Linked DNA regions of Triticum aestivum: region 1 is linked to region 2. The links are chromatin contacts, called in public Hi-C maps. All regions are on one chromosome and are shown on one strand. Each heading gives the region's core, a stretch centred on a gene start, on an enhancer-like site or on the middle of the called end of the contact. The rest is flanking DNA. Distances are from core to core; before and after follow the strand shown. Region 1 has its middle 6.0 kb from the start of LOC123067745. Region 2 holds the start of LOC123071954 (transcription factor bHLH77).

Evidence for each region. A called contact is a pair of places that touch in the nucleus more often than the background predicts.
Region 1: a contact with region 2 is called in a Hi-C map of leaf, with 3 times the contacts expected there. The contact joins the enhancer-like site here to the promoter of LOC123071954 in region 2. A contact is called at or near these places in 2 of 5 Hi-C or Micro-C datasets (both in leaf).

The regions. Positions count from the first base shown.
Region 1 is chr3B:714,166,944-714,169,643 of IWGSC CS RefSeq v2.1, forward strand. No RefSeq gene overlaps it. Among protein-coding and RNA genes, the nearest start is that of LOC123067745, 6.0 kb to the right of the region's middle. Within about 2 kb of position 1,333, at least 2 of the 8 cell types and tissues checked have an H3K27ac peak or open chromatin away from gene starts, as enhancers often do. A contact at or near this core is called in leaf, where this site is marked.
Region 2 is chr3B:713,992,116-713,994,902 of IWGSC CS RefSeq v2.1, forward strand. LOC123071954 (transcription factor bHLH77) reads right to left here and starts at 1,398. Exons shown (of 8, transcript XM_044495535.1): 1 at 96-1,398. The coding sequence starts at 728.

The sequences.
Region 1 (2,700 bases), core at 83-2,582, 170 kb after region 2:
ATAAGTAAATATTTTCCGACAGCGGCTGGTGCTGGATCTAATCTTCACTCAGCTCATCATCTTACGCGCGCGCAGCAGTACAACTCATCACAGCACAGCTTGCTCATCACACGGTGATGCTTTGTTGTGCTAACCTTTTCTAACGGAGCAGCTTTACTTGATCAGTAGTTCAGTACCAATAGTTGGTGAAAGGAGCAGCACGCATGCACGCACGCACCGGCGAGCGATCCGCTGGCGGTGGATCGACGTGGAGAAAAGAAAGCTGCCTGACCGATCGATCGCCTTTTACCGGTGTCTTTCACACACACGCGCCTCGCAGGCAGAAAGACAGACATCTCGGTAACATAACATGGGCTCCAATCATTGAGGTAACAGTGGTGATTAGAAAGTGGGCACTGCTGATACTGTGTAATTATTGGTTAGTACTAGTAGTAAATACCTCAGCGCATGACGGCATGAGAGAGAGAGAGAGAGAGGGAGTGGTAGGTGCGTGGGGTTAAATAGGGGAGTATCTGTCGCAGTACATGCCCTGTCTGACGGCTAGGGTGGCAGAGGTAGAGGGGTAGTACTGGTAGAGACAAGTGACAATGGACAGGGATATTATTGGGACTTGTTTCACTGAAGGAGGCAATGGCGGTGTAGACGGTAGGGTCCGTCTACCGTCTAGGCTAGGGAAGGCGAGGCAAGGCGAGGACATCACCGATCAATCAGGAGGGGTGGTGGTGGTAACGAGAGACTGATCAGTACGTGTTCAGTTACACAACCAAGCGATACTGTAACGGTGGGCACGTACGTAGAACATGCAAAGGCAGGCAGGGGGAGCACAGGCACAATACGTGCGAGGACCGGTCCACGACGTGCAGTCAAACACATGCATGCACGCACGCACGGACCCCGTTTATATTCTTACTGTCCTTGCAGTTGCAGACTTGAGCGAATGTCTCGCCGGACGACTCTGCCACGGAATTCAGTTAAAATGAGATTCTCTGGCCAGCTGCACCTCACTTCACTCGACAGTCTATTTTTTTCTCTCTTGCATTACAGAAACATCACGTCACCGTCACGGGCACACACCACTAGCACCGGCACTAGCGCCACCGTCACCGCGGGATCGCACGAGTGGCCGCTTTTCACTGCAGGGGCAGCGCGATTTGTGGGTGCACAGTCGCCGGACGGCCACGGGAGGGGGAAGGAAACGGCACGCTTTCCGGTCTACACTACCCCGGGGCCGGCGACGTGACGTGACGACGCGCGCGCGTGCTGTGCGGTGCGTTGCTCTCCGGTCTACACCACCAGTACGCACTGGTGCAGTCTACCAACGCAGGCATCGCCCGCCGCGAGATTTTCGTAGCTCCCCGCGGCAGATTTTCTCCCGGAAAGGTACCCCTCGCCCTACGCCGGTGTGCGCCCGCCCGCCCGACGCGTCCAATCGGTCGGCCCCGCCTTGGCCTTGACCCGCCCGCCCGTCGTCGTCCTCCTCGGGTTCGGTCGACTTTGTTCGTGTGAAATCTAGACAAGCAAAGACGTACGTACGTACGCACGCACGCATGCATCGAGATGCTCTTGGAAACCTGGTCGAGACTCGACGCGAGAGGTCCGTCTTGACGACTGTCGACACAGCAGTCAGGTTTGCAATCCTGCGCGAGTTTCGGGGCATCTAAGCGCCGCTAACAGACACCTCCTCGTCAGGTTGGTACGTATGTTACTGTTGGTGTGTGTAGAATCGTTTGGTCAGGTGTCACTGCCCGTGGCGCTTGGCCGCATGCATCCGTGCGCGGGTGTCACTGCAGCAGCAGTCGCTCTGGACAGAAATCACATATTTAAAATCAAATCACAAACTGACCTATAATGATGACCTTTCGTGTGGCGCCTCGACCTTAGGCGTCGCACCTTTTGTCAGCGTGGTAGCCCTGGTCCAGTTACAGTTCACAGACAGCAGTGCAACGCCTAAGGTCTAAGCGACACACTTGTAATGTGCAGCGCCCGTCTCTTAGTCGCTGCACTGTCTGTGTGCCACTTAGGCTGGCCCCACCCTCTCTCTCCTCCCACCCCCATCCCACACACCCTCACCCCACCCAAATTCTTAGGCCTTCTGTGGTTCATAGGGTAGGAAAATTATAGAAATAGAAAATTCATAGGAAATGAGATGACATGCATCTCAAATCCTATGAGTAGGAATAGGAAAGAATATCATTTGTTTCACGTCAAAGGATTTTTTTTCATTGAGTCTAGGCTAATGTTTATTTTCCTATGAAATATGAAGGATAAGAAGATTTCCTCCATAGGAAGAGGATTCCATTCCTACAAACCAAAGAGCTCTATAGGAATTTTTTCTATAAAAATCCTACCCTATGAAATTCCTACAAAATTCCTCCAAACCAAAGGAGGCCTTAGCCTTGCGCCCCTCCTCTCTCCCCCCCCCCCCCCTCAAATCCTTCTCAAATCTTGCAAGTCCGGAGTATTTGACCGTGGATTTCGAAGCCAACCCCTTCCTTATTGTAATCTCCCCCGATCCCCTCGTTTTCATCCATAGGAATTGTCGCATTTGCTCAAATCTAGCTAGTTTGGGAAAACCCTAGTTTTTGCTTGGATTTGGAAATTTGTGTTGAATCATGTTATGTTTTTTTTGCTAATTTGGTATGGTTAGGCTTTCATAGTATGCTAGGGTTAGGGTTATGTGTGTTTGATGTTGGAGTTAGG
Region 2 (2,787 bases), core at 148-2,647:
CACGGCGACGACGGTGGTGCTCGTCGGGTGAGATCATCGACGTTTCGCTCCTTCGAGAACTGAACTGAGCGGAATTCTGTTCGCGCGCGGCGTACCTTGGCGAGGAGATCCTTGGCGGAGGTGGTGGACATGGAGGCGTCCTTGCCCTTCCCCTTGCTGCCGCCGGCGGCCTTCCGCTTCCTCGCATTGCCGTCGGAGCCCCCCTTGAGCGCCATCCCCGCGCCGGCCGACGCCGGATCGGACACCGACGAGTCGTCCCGGGCACTCCCGAGTTCCAGCTCCTTGAGCGCGCCGACGGGGCCGTCGTCCGGGAGGCCGAATTGCGCCGGGCCGCCGCCGTAGCCGCCGCGGGCGTCGAAGCCGGAGAGCCTGGCGGCGCGCTCGGCGAAGCCCGGGTCGGCGAGGAACTGGTCCAGGGATCCCATGGGCATCAGGTTCTCCAGGGTGGGCAGGCCGGCGCCCCCCACCTGCGGCGGCGGGTAGTGGTGGTTGTGGTGGCGGTACTGGCCCATCATGGAGAGGTTGAGCTTGGTGGGCGAGCCGAGCGGCGTGCCGGCGCCGTAGTGCTGCGGCCGGGGCGAGATCCCGTGGAGCGCCAGCCCCTCGGTGGCCGCCGCGGAGCCGGAGGCCGGCGAGGGGTGGCCCCCCGCGTCCATGGAGCTGTCCCAGTTAAGGTTGAGGAAGCCCGCCGTGGCCGGCGGCAGCTGGTCCGGCGGGCCGCAGTTCATCTCCCGTCCTCCCTCGCCGGAATTCCGCAAAGATCCGTCGCCGCTCGCCGCGCCCAAGCAACTGCGCCCAGCCAATCCAACCGCAGACCAAGAAACCGTCCGAATACCGAGCCCGCCGGGAGGAGGAGAGAAGAGCGCCGCGCGCGCGTGCGTGCGTTCGTGCGGTGCGGTGACGGGATGAGAGTGACGCAGGGCCCGAAGAGAGGGAGCAGAGAAGCGCGCGAGGCGAGGGAGGCAGGCAAGTAGGTTGAGCGGAGCAGCGCAGAGCAGCTCCCACCAAATCCCACTACGAGCAGGGTGGTGCTGAGATAAGGCAAAGGCAGGAGCTTTTGGTGTGCGTGACAACGCACGAATGAAGGAGGGAGAGGGGGAGGGGGGAGAAAGTGGGGAGTGGGAAAGAAAGAAGCACCTAAACCAAAGCGAAAAGCTCCCACCGCAGCCGCAGGCGAGCTAAAAGCAGAAGACGGGACGAGGTTGAGGTTGTGGGACGGAGAGTGGTGGTGGGAGACGAGTACTACTAGTAGAGTATGTGTGCGTGTATGATATAGGTCCAGGATGGCATGGGTCAAATTGGACGGGCCATGGGCATCGTCACCTCACCCTTTCCTGCCATGAAACCAGGGAGGAAGGAAGAAGCACCGGAGAGAGCTCGGCGAGGGCGGGGTTAAAAGGGCGAATGGCGACCGACGACGACGCAAACATAAAGAAACGCTGTGCTAGTAGCACAGACAAACATGGCGAAATTTGGGCCTGATAAACAAATTGTTTTACGGCTGCTTGCGCCCTGTTTTTCTGAACCTGGGATATTTTCCAAGTTTTCATTTCAATCGAGAGGTGAAGGCGATGGTCCTGAGCTGCTGATGCCCATGGAACCAATCATTAAATCGTGGAACGGGGGCGCGAGGGGACAAGCGACGCTGCTTGGTATTTTGGGTTGGATCCTACTACCACCACCACCAGCTCCTAGCCTAGCCAGCAAAATAAGGAGATTTTTAATCATCGTCACTGTCTACTTCTTCTCTTCTTTTTTTTGACGGGCATTGTCTACTACGGAGTATTTTGATTTGAGGATGCATGCAGCGGCGGCCCACTGGATTGGACGGAGCCCGGCCGGGCACTCTGTTGAGGCTCATCTCATCTGATCTGATTGGGGTTTTTAGCCCCTTCTGCGAGATGGCTTCTTTATCAAATTAGCGGGTCTCAAAACCATGTTCGTCTTCTCTTCCATTTTTTTCTTCCTCTGATTTTTCGAAGTTGTCTCTGAAATTTTACTTCCTGATTTCCTTTCTGGAATTACCTTTTTTTTCATGATAATACAGCAGCTCCATCATAATAATTACTCCTTTTCTTATATCAGTGATGGAGTCACGTCGAGCTCGGGTGAGGAGGTGATCAATCGTTATTTCTTCGGTGTCTGGTGTGGTGGTGTCGGAGGCAGGCGACGTTCGTTGATATGAAGCTCATAGATGTTCTGCTATCTTTTCAGTTTTGTCATGTCGGTCCATCACTGATATGCAGCTTTGCGGATATCCAAGGTGGCTCACCAAAGTGAGGGCCCTTACCGTTGAACGAATCAGACCGGGGCAACACCCGAACATGCCATCGAACTCCAGATCTGTCACCCCACCACGACTAAGACGCCGAAGTAGGAAATCATACCTGTCATCCATGAACCACGAATCGCGCACACGTTTCGTCTTCTAGATGTCGTTGGTGCAGACGACAATCTGCGTCCGCTCCTGGACCACCTCCCAAGCTCCGCGTGGACGCTGGAGCAAACGTCACAACGGCGGAGCACGAGGACACAGGTCCTCCACGACGATGTCGTTCTCGCCATGCCATCCTTTCTAGAACAGACTAGTTTCTAAATCCATCCCCAACCGTAGAACCGATGTCCTCGTCAAGGAAGGATCCGAAGAATCTTTAGGCCAACTCCAACGCGCGACCCCATCCTGTCCGCCCGCTTCCGTTTCGGCAAAAATGGACAGATGACATGGCCCAACGCGCGACCGCATCCTCAAAATTTGTCTGTTTGGTGTCTGGCCCGCCCCATTTCTAG